3 separate regions of the Mus musculus genome follow, and regions 2 and 3 are each linked to region 1. The links are chromatin contacts, called in public ChIA-PET and promoter capture Hi-C maps. All regions are on one chromosome and are shown on one strand. The core of a region is the stretch at or near the end of the contact, and the rest is flanking DNA. Distances in the headings are between cores, read along the strand shown. Region 1 overlaps Ptpn18 (protein tyrosine phosphatase, non-receptor type 18). Region 2 overlaps Bend6 (BEN domain containing 6). Region 3 overlaps Dst (dystonin).

Region 1 (4,555 bases), core at 1,068-3,567:
ACACAATGCACAGACCCTCTTACAAAGATGGATTCTGTCAAGCTGCCACTCAGTATTAATAAAAGTAACAAACTGAGCAATCTGGGCGTTACTCTGAGCAGAAGGGGAATAGGAGGAAGGCTACGAAGGCGGGCCGCAGAGACCAGTCAGGAGTGAGTAGCCATCTGACTCAGGGTAGATTCTTAGGGGGGAACTGACAGCCAACAGATTGCCCGGGAGTCTTCCCACCTGCCAATCCCAGAGACTCTTAGACTTCAATACAGTCCCTCCCTGTTCTCAAACAGGACAGCTAAGACCTGTACAGTGCTCTCTGAGCTGAGAATTAATCCTATTAACGGCAGCCATCCTGGTTAACTTCTGTTGGTTTCTCATCCTTCGGGATGAGCAATTCTTCCTCTTTGGGCAACAGCTCCCCATTTCCAGGAATTTACTGCTTTCCTGGCTGGTCTCAAGGAATTCAATGGTTCTGGCTTTGAGATTAACCTATGTGCCAAATGTCACCCTATCCCTCCTCTCCTTCCTTTTGTTACTCCAGGATGGTCAGCCCTAGCCCCCGTGCTCTAAATAGAGCACCCTGACCCTTCTCTGCTCCCAGCTGCCTCTCAGCATGATCAGTCCCCCACAGCTCTCTCTCTCTTTTTAAATATTATATGTAAGTACACTGTAGCTGTCTTCAGACACCCCAGAAGAGGGCACCAGATCTCATTACGGATGGTTGTGAGCCACCATGTGGTTGCTGGGATTTGAATTCAGGACCTTTAAGAGCAGTCAGTGCTCTTAACCACTGAGCCATCTCTCCAGCCGCCCCACCCCCACCCCGAGACTTTCACCTTAGAATTTAGATTCACTGAGCTGCTAAAGATTCCCAAGGTTTCCCAGTCATCCCTGGTTCCTGTTGGCCGAGCTGTTCGTGGCACAGATCTTCTAGCACTTGACAATGAGAGTAGACACTGTGGCCAAATAAGACAAGTTTCATAACCTCCTCCCCCCCCCAACACTAAAAGGCGAATGCTTCCCAGGACCGCCATGAACCTGGGAGCCTGCAGCTGGCTGTGGTCTGAGATCCATGAAGCCACATAAGGCTCTTGAGTTGAGTTTTTGGCTCACTCCTCACTGAATTCTACGAAAATCATTTTAATGTTTGCCTAGATACGCAAGTTCATGGTAGGAGCCTTCATCAGATTCAAGACAGGAATTGCAAGAGCCTGGAGAAAGCATAGCCAGGACTGACTGGATGAACAACTGCCATACAGACCCTCCTGTGTTGGTGACATTGTGGCAGTGGGGCGGGGTGGGGTTGGGGGTGGGGTTGGGGCAGGATCGGGGTCTGGAGCATCGTGCATATGTTTGTTCTGAAGGATCTACTTTCTTGCATCTCAAGGAAAGTCAGGGCTGGAAGTTCTGTCTTTCTGGATGGCACCCTATTTACCTGGCTGGTGTTCCATTTCTCTGACCAGCCAGAGATCTTTCTAGCTCATTGCAAGTTTATCTGAGGATCTATCTAGACGTGTCTCTAGCTGGAGGTCAGCTTGTTGATCCTGATAGGCACCTGCTGAGGGCTCTGTGAGCTAGGACTCTGTCTGGGATGCACTCTCCGGTAGGTGTACGGGGAGGAGGGTGGTGATGGCCACTCCTGACCTGCTTCCTTAAATTGTCTCAGAATAGATCCACCACCTCCCCCACTTACCTCTCTTAGCCCCAGTCTTTGACTGCTAGAATCACTGGAACAAAGCCCCTATTTTTTTCTGCCCTGAGAAACTTTTATTTTGAATCAGGCCCACAAGTCCCACTCATACATAACACACTGCACAGCAGTATGGTGGTTCCAGGAGTCCAGCCACCACCGAGTGGCAGGCTATAACTGGCACAGCACTCGTTACACCCGTGTCCACTCTGCTGGAGGATCCCGGGGCCCTTTGGGCCTTCCGATGCGCAAGTTGAAGCCTAAGGGAAGAAGGGCTCCATGCAGAAGCTAAGGAGTGACAGGGTAACCTCCTCCAAACCCACACCGCTCCAGATCCAGGTATATGAAGGAGAACCTGAGTCCAGTGCCCCAGCCCGAACTCCCGAAGTCCTGGGGCTCTCCAAAGCTGCACCCTAGGCTCTGACTTACCTAGCCCTCCAGTCTGTGCTCCATCTGTTACTTCTTCGTAGGCATCAGGCCCGGAAGAGTTTTGGTCCGCAGGAACTGAGGGCAGGAGAACCCCTATGGGTCAGCTCAAGCTGCTTTTAAGAGTTCCAGGGACTCTAGAGCAGCATAGCTACCGATTTCCCTTCCCGAGGTAGCGGTAGGAGGCGTGTCCATGGGCGTGTCCAAGTTCGGAGGTCTGTCTTTGGGGCCTTGGGTTAGACAGCCCAGTCTCCCAATTGAGACCTGACCTGGGGCTCATTTTGGGGCTTGAACCCCGACGTTTAGTAGCCTAGGGGCGTGGCCATGCTGGATCTGGGGCTGACCTCCGAGCAGCGCTTAGACCCTCGGGAGCCTTAGGAGAGCGGGAAAGTTGCTAATAGGTACTTGTCCTCAGCTCCACACCCCCGGAGGGCCTCAACTCACCTCGGCGCAGTGCCGTTGTCCCCTGTGCGTCCTCCGTGTGTGCCACCGGTCGCTGGGCACGTGGAGCCACCTGGCTGTAGATCGGGGTGTCCGTGCTGGTGGGCGCCCGCGGCCCCGGCCCTGTGCCCGCCGAAGCGCCACGCTTCTGCACCACAGCGTAAGTGTCAGCCATGGGGAGGGTCGGGGGCGCAGGCACCGAGATGCTCCTGCAGCGGGCAACAAGCAGAGGAAGTGAAAGCGCTTAGCACAAGGGAGGGGGGCGGGGGGGGGGGAGCAAGCTCAGCCCAGGCTACGGGCTTCCTTCCTGCCTGCCCCAGTCTTCAGAGCAGGAAAGGAGGGAAGGGGCGGGCCACCTGAGGGCAGAAAGTAGAGGTTCCGTGTCCCTAGAATCCCCACAGCAGGAGGGACAGGGCCAGATTGGCAAGTGGGACTAGGGAGGACGCATGTGGTAGAGTGTGTGAGACCCCAACCCTCCTACAATGAGACAGAGACAGGTGAGTCCCCAGAAGCTCTGATGTACACAGTGAGACTGTTTCTCAAAACACGTGGAAGGTAAGGACTCACATACTCTTTCTCTCTCACACACACACACACACACAGAGAGAGAGAGAGAGAGAGAGAGAGAGAGAGGGAGAGAGAGAGAGAGAGAGAGAGAGAGAGAGAGATTGAAATTCTTTAAAAATGTACTTGCCTAATTAATTACCTTCTGGAAGACCAAGGGAAAAGCTAACCCAGACTGTAGAGGTTGATTTTCCAGGGACAGAGTGAGCCCAGTACCTGAGAACCCCTCCTGGTGGCCGGGATGTGGCAGGCAGGGCTGAGGAGGTCCTGAGGGAGAAGGCTTCCTTGCAGATTGGAGCGCAGTTCTGCAGGGAAGCAGGCAGGGTCGGTCCTGAGGCCATAGCCCTGCTGCAGGTCACTGTGGGTGCCTAGGTGAGCTTAGGGAACAGCCTGGGGAAGGAGCTCTGAGGAGGCAAAGGTGCCTTTCACAGTAAGTCGGTTGCTGTTCCCAAGAAGGGTATAGGTGTTGATGGCTGGCAGAAAGGGTGAAATTGGGGGCTCTGTACCTCCTTGAGGTTCTGGTAGTGGGGGCTGGTGTCCTGGAGAGTGCGGGAGAATAGCTGAGCCACTGTGTGGTACAGGAACCTGTACTGCTCCTGTTGGGGTGAGTGGTCATTGAGAAGGGGAGATTGGGAAGCTAAGCAAACCTCCCTCGTCCTTAGGAACAGGAAGACGGGGCAAGCACATACCTCTGTCTGCACTGCTGCAGGCCGCTGTTTCCGCATCTCCAGGACCACTTGGAAGAGACTGAAGTTGGGAGGGATTGTCTGGGATAGAGAGGGGAAGTGTGACCAGACCCTGGTAGGCAGACATGGGACATACTGCACACAGAGCAGAGGACGTCATACCTGGGTCAGCAGCAACTGCCTCACATAGTCAACAGCGCACAGGACACCTGTTCGTCCGCAGCCAGCACTGACAATCGTGAATCAGAGCAGACACCATCATAGCCTACCCACAATGCCCCTTTCCCCATTCTGTTCCTCCTCCTTTTCCCACAGGTCTTGTGCTAGGTTGCCCAGGCTAGCCTCTGACTTCAGCTTCCTAAGTGCTGGGATGTCAGGACTGCCTAACTGTACAGACACCACAACCCCTTCTGAGCTGACCTGAAGGAGATCAGTACCTCTTAAATTGCAGGATCCCTAGATTAAAACTTTAAATAAAACCTTTTGGGGTTTTTTGTACATTAGTATGCACCCATTTTGTGTGTGTGTGTGTGTGTGTGTGTTGACAGTGTGGAGACCAAAGGTCAATATTAAATTTAAGAAAGGATCTCTTACTAAACAGGCTGCTCACAGATTTGCTTGCCTGACTGACTGGCAACCCCTCAATGGGTTCACTTGTCTCTACCCAGCACCCAGCACTGGGGTTACAGGGGGCAAGCCACCTGCCCTGGGTTTGACTGGGTAATGAAGAGCTGAACTCAAGAATGTGTACAAC
Region 2 (4,555 bases), core at 844-3,343, 590 kb after region 1:
GTCCTCATCAAAATTCAAACAAGGAACCAAACAGACTCATCAATAATGGGGGAAGTAAAACGAACAGATGTGCCATTAAACACATGGAAAATGTTAAATCTCACCAGCCATCAGAGAAATGCAAATTAAAGCTGCAAAGAAAATTCATCTCAACTCAGTTTGAATGTCAGCCATTAAGAAACCAAAAAATCGGGCTGGTGAGATGGCTCAGTGGGTAAGAGCACCCGAATGCTCTTCCGAAAGTCCGAAGTTCAAATCCCAGCAACCACATGGTGGCTCACAACCACCCGTAATGAGATCTGATGCCCTCTTCTGGAGTGTCTGAAGACAGCTACAGTGTACTTACATATAATAAATAAATAAATCTAAAAAAAAAAAAGAAATCAAAAAATCAATGAGCCTGGAAACGTGTTCAATCCCTTGAACCCAGCAACTGTGGCATGTGTGCCCCTGAACACACACACACACACACACACACACACACGTAAAAAACACACATAACATTAGAAATTATTTTTATGTGAGCAAACATTCAATTTGAACCCCAGCTAACCAAAATGCTATCCAGTTTGGTTTTTTTTTCTTTTTGTATGTTTATGTTTTATTTTATTTCAGAATTTAGAAAATACATTTCACGGTGTCACCCAGGTTCGCCTTGAACATGAAACCCTCTGCCTTCATCTTTGAAGTGCTAGGCTTGCAGGTGTGTACCCTATGCCCAACTATAATGTTATCTTGAAAACTTCACTCATCACATTAGTAAATATAGCTTTCAAAACGATGCTGGACTCCAGTGTTTTATTATAAACTTTGTGAATAAAAATTTTTGAGTAGTGCATTTGCTAATACATTTATAGTAATTTGATAAGAAGCAAAATATTACCGGGTGCTCAATATTCTATATATTTCATGAAGACTCATATGCTCAATCTGACTCTGGTTTTATTACGTATAATTAAATGCTTATGAAAACAAACCAATTGAAGCAAATACTCTGAAGATTAAATAAGACCTAATGTGCATCACCAGCTATACATAACCAAGGTTAAATGTTGTCATTACAACCCTACTGATAGACTCAACTAGTTTGGGACAAGGGGAACCTCTTATCATAAGATTGCAGAGTTTTCAGAAAGAAAAACACCTTTTAAAGCAAAACTCGGGTCTAAGCAACTCTTATTGGTCTCTTGGGAATATGTTTACCCTCCATCCTGATGTTGTCAACTATTATTAATACATTTTCCTAGAAGTGCATAATTTCAGTTCTGTGTGATGATGTTTACATACACCTAGAATTTTTAAAACCTGTAGATTCTTCATGGCTACTTGACAAGAAGGGCAGATGGAAAGTGTTCTTACACTGTTTGAAGTTTTTAAAGCCAACTAGCCGCACCTGACCACATGAGCAGCTTGAGGGCGGTAACAAAGCTGAATGGGTTCTTTTGTTTCTTAAAGTATGACCTGCTACTGTGTATCAATCCCCTGCCTTGCAATAGATTTTTTTTTCCTTTTAAGATTTATTTATTTATTTATTTATTTAGGGCTGGGGAGATGGCTCTGAGGTTAGGAGCACTGACTGCTCTTCTAGAGGTCCTGAGTTCAATTCCCAGCAACCACATGGTGGCTCACAACCATCTGTAATGGGATCTGATGCCCTCTTCTGGTGTGCCTAAAGACAGCTACAGTGTACTTACATATATAAAATAAATAAAATCTTTAAAACAAAAAAGACTTATTTATTTTATGTATGTGAGTATACCATAGCCGTCGTAAGACACATCTGTGAGGACTTCAGATCCCAGGCTGTGAGCCGCCATGTGGTTGCTGGGAATTGAACTCAGGACCTCTGGAAGAGCAGTCAGTGCTCTTAACCACTGAGCCACGTCTCCAGCACCAAGCTGGATTTTTTTGAGTCAAGTAAACATGTGCGGGAAGTTGGCCAGTAAGAAAGACAACAACATGGCCCCTTCCACATGGCACCTTCCGTGAAAGGCGCTCACCTGAGCCGGCAGCAGGCTGAGGCCCCCTGTGTTTTGTTTTTGTTTTTAAGAAGCGAGAACCGCATGCAGAACAGCGGCACCTACATGGGCGTTTCTGCCATCGCCGTTCCGGAAAGCCTGGGCTGACTAATTGAGAAAATGCAGAAGATCTTGCAGACAGATGACATCACCGACAACCAAGTTCTTAGAAAAAGAAAGAGGAAACGGACAGAGACAGCAAACTCAGAAAATGCGAATAGTGCTCTGGAGAAAGCACAGGTCGGTGTTCTGTTGATTTAATCTTCTCATCTACCTCAGCTGCCTCTGCAATTCTCAGCCTTGTTCCTCGTTGTTTCTTGGCACTTTCCCCCATCTTCTGTAATTTGTCCTTTTTAACTCTTTATCCAACCAAGGGAATATAGTTTCTGTTCTCTTTTTAAGGTTAAGTTAGAAACACAGACAGTAGACAGTTTTCCTACTTCATTTCAGCCAGCACCAGATATAACATTGTTCAAAGTTTGTTTTCTGATCTAAACAAAAGATCATCAAACTGTCTGAAAATGGTTTTCCTCCCAAAATATTTTATGGAAATTGGTGCGTTTCTTCAGTAAGACTTACTCTTTGCTCTTCTGTTTAGAACTCAGCTCACAGCTGTTCCTCACTACCCCATTGCCCTCCTTTCCTTTGAACAACTTACCGACATGTTCATCCTGTATTTTTATTTGAATGTCTTTATACAGTCCCACATTTTATACATGTTTTATACATTTTTACGTGTTTTATAATGCATGTAGCATGCTGTATTCACATGTCCTTAAACAGTACCATCTCCCTCATATCCCCACCTCTGACCCACTTTATAAAACACTGTAAAAGACTACATATATATCATTTAGTAGCACATGAAAATCATAATAGAAATCTTAATTTGTTCCTGATTTTTTCAAAAAGCATTGCACTCTCCAAAATTATCCACAAGACTTGATATTATGAGGTGCATATAAATTGTTAAACATGTTCTCTAGAGAAACAAATCAACATTGCCATCAGCTTATAGAGGAATCCACTTTTGGTTATTTTTCGGGCTAGAACAACTAAAATTCATTAATGTAATATAACTATACCCCACAGGTTATATCTGTATGAAATACATAGGAGGATGACTTGTGGTTTCGAAATTGCTTGTTTGTTTCTATTCATTTGACTAGACATTATAAGATGGCATGGATTAAACGCATTAGTGATTAACTCCAACTCACCAGTAATTTCCCTTCGAGACATTAGCCAAGAGAGTCCAATGTGAACTCTCTACTTCATGCTCCTTGGGTCTCCTGACTGTATGTTTGTATGAGAGTCTGTGTCAGCCTGAAGGTGATCTTGTGAATCTGTCCCTGTGTCTGTCCTTCTGTGTCTGTCTGTTATATCTTTGGGTGTCTGTCTTTTCTGCATGTGACTAACGGTGTTTATGTATGTCTGGTGTGTAGCTGTGAGTGGACTCTGCCCCTGACAAAGGGCTTGCTCTGTATTTATTGACCAGCACAGAAAGCATCACACAAGAAGACATGGGATACTTTACAGAAATCTTTAACAGAGTTTTATAAGGGATTAAGTCACTGGCTCCAATTGATCCCAACTGACCCAGACAAAAAACAGTTCTGCAAATGTCATTGTTTATCAACCAGTATCCATAAATAGGTGCTTTTGACTTTTCTGGTAGCTTTTAACCTCTGTATCGGCTGCCTTTAGCAAGTGATAGACATGCATCACCTTGGGTCAGAGGCATGGCAGAGCACACCATTTAAGATAATAGCTACTCATTAGCTTAGGTGGTAAAGGCATATTACATGGGAAATCCAAGACAAGTGAGGTCGACTAGTTTTTGTTGTTGTTTTTGTTTTTGTTTTTCAAGACAGGGTTTCTCTGTATAGCCCTGTCTGTCCTGGAACTCACTCTGTAGACCAGGGTGGCCTCGAACTCAGAAATCTGCCTGCCTCTGCCTTTCGAGTGCTGGGATTAAAGGCATGCGCCACCACCGGAGGCACGGCTTTTGTTTGGTTGGTTGGGTGGTTTGTTTATTTTAAACTGAGCAGACAGTAGGCTAGCAATCTTAAGTGAGTCCAAATGTATTATTAACTCTGGCTGTGAGGTCCAGCAAAAGTTCCAGTCTTGGAGCATGGCAAGGATATTTCCCAACATTTCATTGACACATAAGATGACTTTCTGAAGGTCCCCACAGTCAGCATGCTCACAAGCAGCACGCAGGCCTTTTTGCATGTATACTTTCTTATTAATAGTGAGTATTAATATCCATATTTCTGGCTTTCGTTGAATGTCTTATTGCAGCTTGCTAGTGTGGGCTTGAAGTTGCTCAGGGATAAACAAAGCTCGTGTTCCCGAGTCCAGTGGTGCTTTCTCTGTCCATTTGCTGTCCTTAAAATCTTCATAGCCGGGGCTGGAGAGATGGCTCAGTGGTTAAGAGCACTGACTGCTCTTCCAGAGGTCCTGAGTTCAATTCCTAGTAACCACACGGTAGCTCACAACCATCTGCAATAGCACCTGATGCCCTCTTCTGTTGT
Region 3 (4,555 bases), core at 1,061-3,560, 530 kb after region 1:
CAATATGCAGGCAGCCTCTATCTCAGGTCACAGCCTGTCCCCTCAGAAAGCCGACCCGAGACACATGAAGTCTGAGCTCCTAAACAGTGCCAGCAGTGACACTTGGGGACCTTATTCAGTAGTCAAGGACACAAAAGAATCAGCAACAAAAAGCTTCTGCAAGGACAGCAAACCCATTAATACAAGGAAGAAGAACGGTGCTAGAGCCCTGCGCTAATAGCACAGACTTTAATCCCCGTATTCAGGAGGCAGAGACAGGCGGATCTTGAGATTAGGCCAACCTGGTACACACACACACACACACACACACACACACACACACACACACACACACACAAAACCAAGCTGAAATGTGGTGGTACACACCCATAATCAGAGTACTGGGGAGTCTGGGCCAGGAGAATTGTGAGTTCAAGGCCATCCAGGGCTACATTTTAGGAAGACTCTATCTCAAAAAAGAAAAGAAAAGAGAAAGAGAGAGAGAATGACTACATAACACTGGCCACAATATACATCTCAAACAGGTCCAACTATGCTGCAGAAACAGTAGCCATATGGCATAGCAAAGTGGGTCACAGATAAGAATTCTAGAAGCATGCTAAGATGCCATACAGTTAAAGACAGTAAGAAGGAAAGACCGCCTGCTGAGCAGGCGCAGAATCAGTGCAATCTGCTCTGGCAGCAGCTAGGTCTCACAGCCCTGGGCCCAGACAGTCATGCGCAATGGCAGGCTCTATAAATAGCCCCGCCACAAGCAAATCATAACCCAGCCTTTGTAATTACAGATGAATGTGAGCTCAATCTGTCTGCATGTGGCCCTCTTCAGATTTAAAGAGTCACAGACAATAGTCCCTAATCCATAAATAAAAAGTCACCATCGTAAAAACGTGTGTGTAAAAAATCCTTTCCAAAACAAGACACCATGAGATGTGAAGGAAATAAGCATATTTTATGGTGTGTTCACAACATCCATGGCACCCGGCTTGCTCCTACTCGCGGCTCTGCAACCTGTCCCAGATCCAGCAGCTATAAACTCGGAGGAGCTAAAGGCAAGATTTTATGGTGAGATGTGACTATATTTGATGAATGACACTTAAAAAACAGGCATGAAGGCCTGTCGCAAGTGAGAAGGCAGTGCAGAGAGGTGTGAGAAACAAAGAGGATCATGGGAGAAGCCAGGCAGGAAAGCAAGCAGAGAGGTGGGGCCAGGGACACAGGAAGCCGAAGACAAAAGAACAGGAGGGGCTTTGAAAATTGAAGTCATACTAAAGACCTAAACACTTCTTCAGTATCTCAGCTGCAATCCTTACAGCTTTTCCAATGGCCACTATACACTCAGAGTTGTTAAGACACAAAAATAAGCTTATAAGGTTAAGAGACAGAGCTGGGTTGTGGTGGCAGCAATGGCACAGGACTTTAATCCCAGCACTCAGGAGGCAGAGGCGGGCAGATCTCTGAGTTTGAGGCCAGCCTGGTCTAGCTTTATAGCTAGTTCCAGGACAGCCAGAGCTACACAAAGAAACCCTGTTTCAAAAAATACCAAGAAGGAGGGAGGGAAGGAGAGAGAGAGAGGGAGGGAGGAAAGGAGAGAGAGAGATCGATCAAGTAAAAGATGGAAACACATAGAAACTGAACTGCCAACACAGTGGGGGAGGGAGGATGTGTGGCAACACAATCTTACAACTATGTCTGTTATCAAGGGCATCCTCCAAATATCTGTTCTCAAAGAACAGCTTCATCTTGAGGTCCACCTATTTCTGGACTGTTTCTGGAAAAAGATTCCTGAGGTTGATGCCAGCCCTATCCTAACTTGGGCAGTCTCAGCCACAGAGTAGATACTGTAGCACTGGCTCAAGCAGAGAACAGACTGGACTGAGAGGAAGCAGCAAGACAAGCCTGCGGCACGCAGAGGCCCGGGTCTGCACAGCCACCAAGGGCATGGTTGCATAAAACACAGGAACTGGGGTAAAGGTCCCAAAAAACCCCGGCAAGTCCTCCTGTATCACCCTACTCCCCAGTGCTCTGCAACCTGCCCCAGATCTAGCAACTAGAAAGAACCACTCGATATGAAATAACTCCGGTTGTTAAACATTTTAAACATCAATATCTCTACCAATGAATGAAGTTAATCAGGGCTACTGAAGTTTGGTGCTGAAGCTCCGAGCAGGACTTCAAATCCCAAAGGTAATGAAAGGGAGGCAGCAGCAGTCAGTCAGGGGTAGATGTTTGGCCAAGACTCCCTATCAAGCCCCCCAGACTGGCTGCTATGCAGGAACCAAAGAGCAGAGGTCCCGGCATACACTGCGCTGGTCAGAAATGTCTCCAAACCGCCCCAGCCCCATCACTGTGCACAGGAGAGGAAGGGCTGACTGATGCTCCTGACTATGTTATGGGAACGAGCTTTTGGCCCCTGCTGAGATGAAGTGTATATTTGGTCTGTGTTCAAGACTTAAATGCTTTTCTGGCAGTACATTCTCTTTCAAAATCTGCTTACTCTGGAGGTGTACTTATCAGAAAGCTGGGGGGAGGGGATGCAGAGGGAGTTGTCCCATGACCTAACAGCCGCTGATAATGTATTCTGAGTAAAGAGGAGAAACGGGGAGCAGGACGCAGGCTTCCCGGCAATCGGAGGTCAATGCGGTCACTGAGAAATGCTGTGCAGTGAGTTTTTGTCACAGCCCCTTACAGTGTCCAGTTCTCCTGCTCTCCCTCCATTCGCCACACCCCCTCAGCACTGGGCGGAGCACGGCACAGACTTCAGCATGCCACGCCCACTCTGCACTCTGTGGAGGCGCAGCCTAGATCTCAGCAAGCACTGCACCGGGGGACCCTTTCCTGGGAGGATGCTACTGAGTCTGAAGCAGTGGCTAAAGCTATCATGATGTTGTACAACCTTCCCTGGAGTCTCCCTGATATTCCAGCAAGAACTACGAACTTTCCAACCTCCACCCCTTGACTCTGGTTGGCTTCCCCAGTTCGTGAACTTGACTGGAGTTTGTTCCAGTGTGACTTTTTGTAGCGTTCTTCAGCCTGACGTACTCAGAATGCGTTCACGGCCATGATAACTCCACCCCCACACCGACTCCACCACCCCACCACTGTCGGGTTCTGTTTCTCCTACCTACGTTCTTTCAGACTCTCCACAGGTTTTGACTTTGGTTCTTTTACCTGTCTGACATGCTCAGAAAATACTGATCACAAAACATAAGTCCTCCTATAAATGTACCATTTATGTCTGAACTAAAAATCTGTCTGAATGACCCTGCTCTATCTTTCTAAAACATCCTTCCAAAACAATCCCTAGCAGTAACACAGATCCTACTTATCTTCCTAGACTGATAGAGATTTAGCAAGGATTCCGATAGATAGTATTTCAAATGCACATCTTTCTAACTGAATAATTTTCCAACATATGGCTCCACCATTCTTTATTATATCACTAACTCAAACTGAGATACTTTAAATTTTAATTGTATGGAATACAAGAAGCAAGGTATATGTGTGTGTGTGTGTGTGTGTGTGTGTGTGTTTCCCTAGGCTAGTTGGTTGTTCCTTTGTCTGTTGTTGTTGTTGTTTGTTTGTTTGTTTGTTTGGCACAGGCTAGAGTCACTGGGAAAGAAGGACCATCAATTGAGAACATGCTATCATCAGATTGGCCTATAGGCCAAGTCTATGAGGATATCTTCCTAGTCAATGACTGATGTGGAACAGCCAGGCCACTAGGGGCAGTGCCATCCCTGGGCAGGCAGTACTGGGAGGCATAAGAAAGGTAGCTCACCATGAAGCTGATGAACAAATCAGTAAGCAGCATTCCTGCATGGTCTCTGCTTCCCGTCCTGCCTCCCAGGTCCTGTCCTGCTTGACTTTGTCCCTCTGCTCCCCTTCATGAGAGAATACACAAACCTGAATTAACCCTCCCCTCCCCAGGCTACTTTCGACAGTGGTCTTTCTCACAACAATAGGAAGCAAACCAGGATTACCTAAATCTTTTTTTATTTAGAAGCAGAGTTAGCATTTCATTAAAAGCTTGGTGGCAAGATGACTCAGCAGGACCCACAAGGTGAAATTGCCCCACACACACACACATTGTCCTCTGACCTCCACAAATGTGCTTTGACATGCACACACTCACACACACACACACACACATGAACACTAATAAAGTACATGGATAGAAAAATAAGTAATATAAAAGTTACAAATTACATTTCTAGCACCATTGTGAAAGTCCCTTTTAATTTAATCTCAGCAGCACTAAAAAGCATGAATCTTTATCTGTTAACATGCTAGCAAGCAAATATTATTCGTTGTTGTTGTTTTCTGAGACAGGGTTTCTCTGTGTAGCTCTGGCTGTCCTGGAACTAACTTTGTAGACCAGGCTGGCCTCGAACTCAGAAATCTGCCTGCCTCTGCCTCCCAAGTGCTGGGATTAAAGGCATGCAAATATTACTCTTAACTGGCAACTGTTTATCAGTAAATGGAGACAGTCTTTCATATTTATGTAAGCCACTGTTTTAATTATCCACTCATAACCTCTTTGCTCATTTTTCTACAA

Evidence for each region. ChIA-PET counts read pairs in DNA pulled down with a chosen protein or histone mark. Capture Hi-C pulls out chosen DNA fragments and counts their contacts.
Region 2: an RNA polymerase II ChIA-PET map of effector CD8 T cells shows a contact between it and region 1, with 6 read pairs. The contact joins two enhancer-like sites. A contact is called at or near these places in 2 of 115 datasets of contacts at active chromatin or transcription factors (effector CD8 T cells and microglia).
Region 3: a promoter capture Hi-C map of adipose tissue shows a contact between it and region 1. The contact joins two enhancer-like sites. A contact is called at or near these places in 1 of 115 datasets of contacts at active chromatin or transcription factors (bone marrow-derived macrophages) and 1 of 9 other capture datasets (adipose tissue).

What each region holds. Positions count from the first base shown.
Region 1 is chr1:34,470,968-34,475,522 of GRCm38.p6, reverse strand. It overlaps Ptpn18 (protein tyrosine phosphatase, non-receptor type 18), which reads right to left. Exons shown (of 15, transcript NM_011206.2): 9 at 3,964-4,030; 10 at 3,805-3,882; 11 at 3,622-3,711; 12 at 3,332-3,420; 13 at 2,555-2,760; 14 at 2,114-2,188; 15 at 1,739-1,944. The coding sequence ends at 1,877. Among named protein-coding and RNA genes, the nearest start is that of Gm32566, 11 kb to the left of the region's middle. Within about 2 kb of position 2,317, at least 205 of the 459 cell types and tissues checked have an H3K27ac peak or open chromatin away from gene starts, as enhancers often do. A contact at or near this core is called in adipose tissue, effector CD8 T cells and microglia, where this site is marked.
Region 2 is chr1:33,881,144-33,885,698 of GRCm38.p6, reverse strand. Bend6 (BEN domain containing 6) reads left to right here. Exons shown (of 7, transcript NM_177235.3): 2 at 2,051-2,258. The coding sequence starts at 2,139. Among named protein-coding and RNA genes, the nearest start is that of Gm38471, 8.7 kb to the right of the region's middle. Within about 2 kb of position 2,093, at least 147 of the 459 cell types and tissues checked have an H3K27ac peak or open chromatin away from gene starts, as enhancers often do. A contact at or near this core is called in effector CD8 T cells and microglia, where this site is marked.
Region 3 is chr1:33,943,341-33,947,895 of GRCm38.p6, reverse strand. The region is part of intron 2 of Dst (dystonin); the gene reads right to left. Among named protein-coding and RNA genes, the nearest start is that of Dst, 37 kb to the right of the region's middle. Within about 2 kb of position 2,310, at least 65 of the 459 cell types and tissues checked have an H3K27ac peak or open chromatin away from gene starts, as enhancers often do. A contact at or near this core is called in adipose tissue, where this site is marked.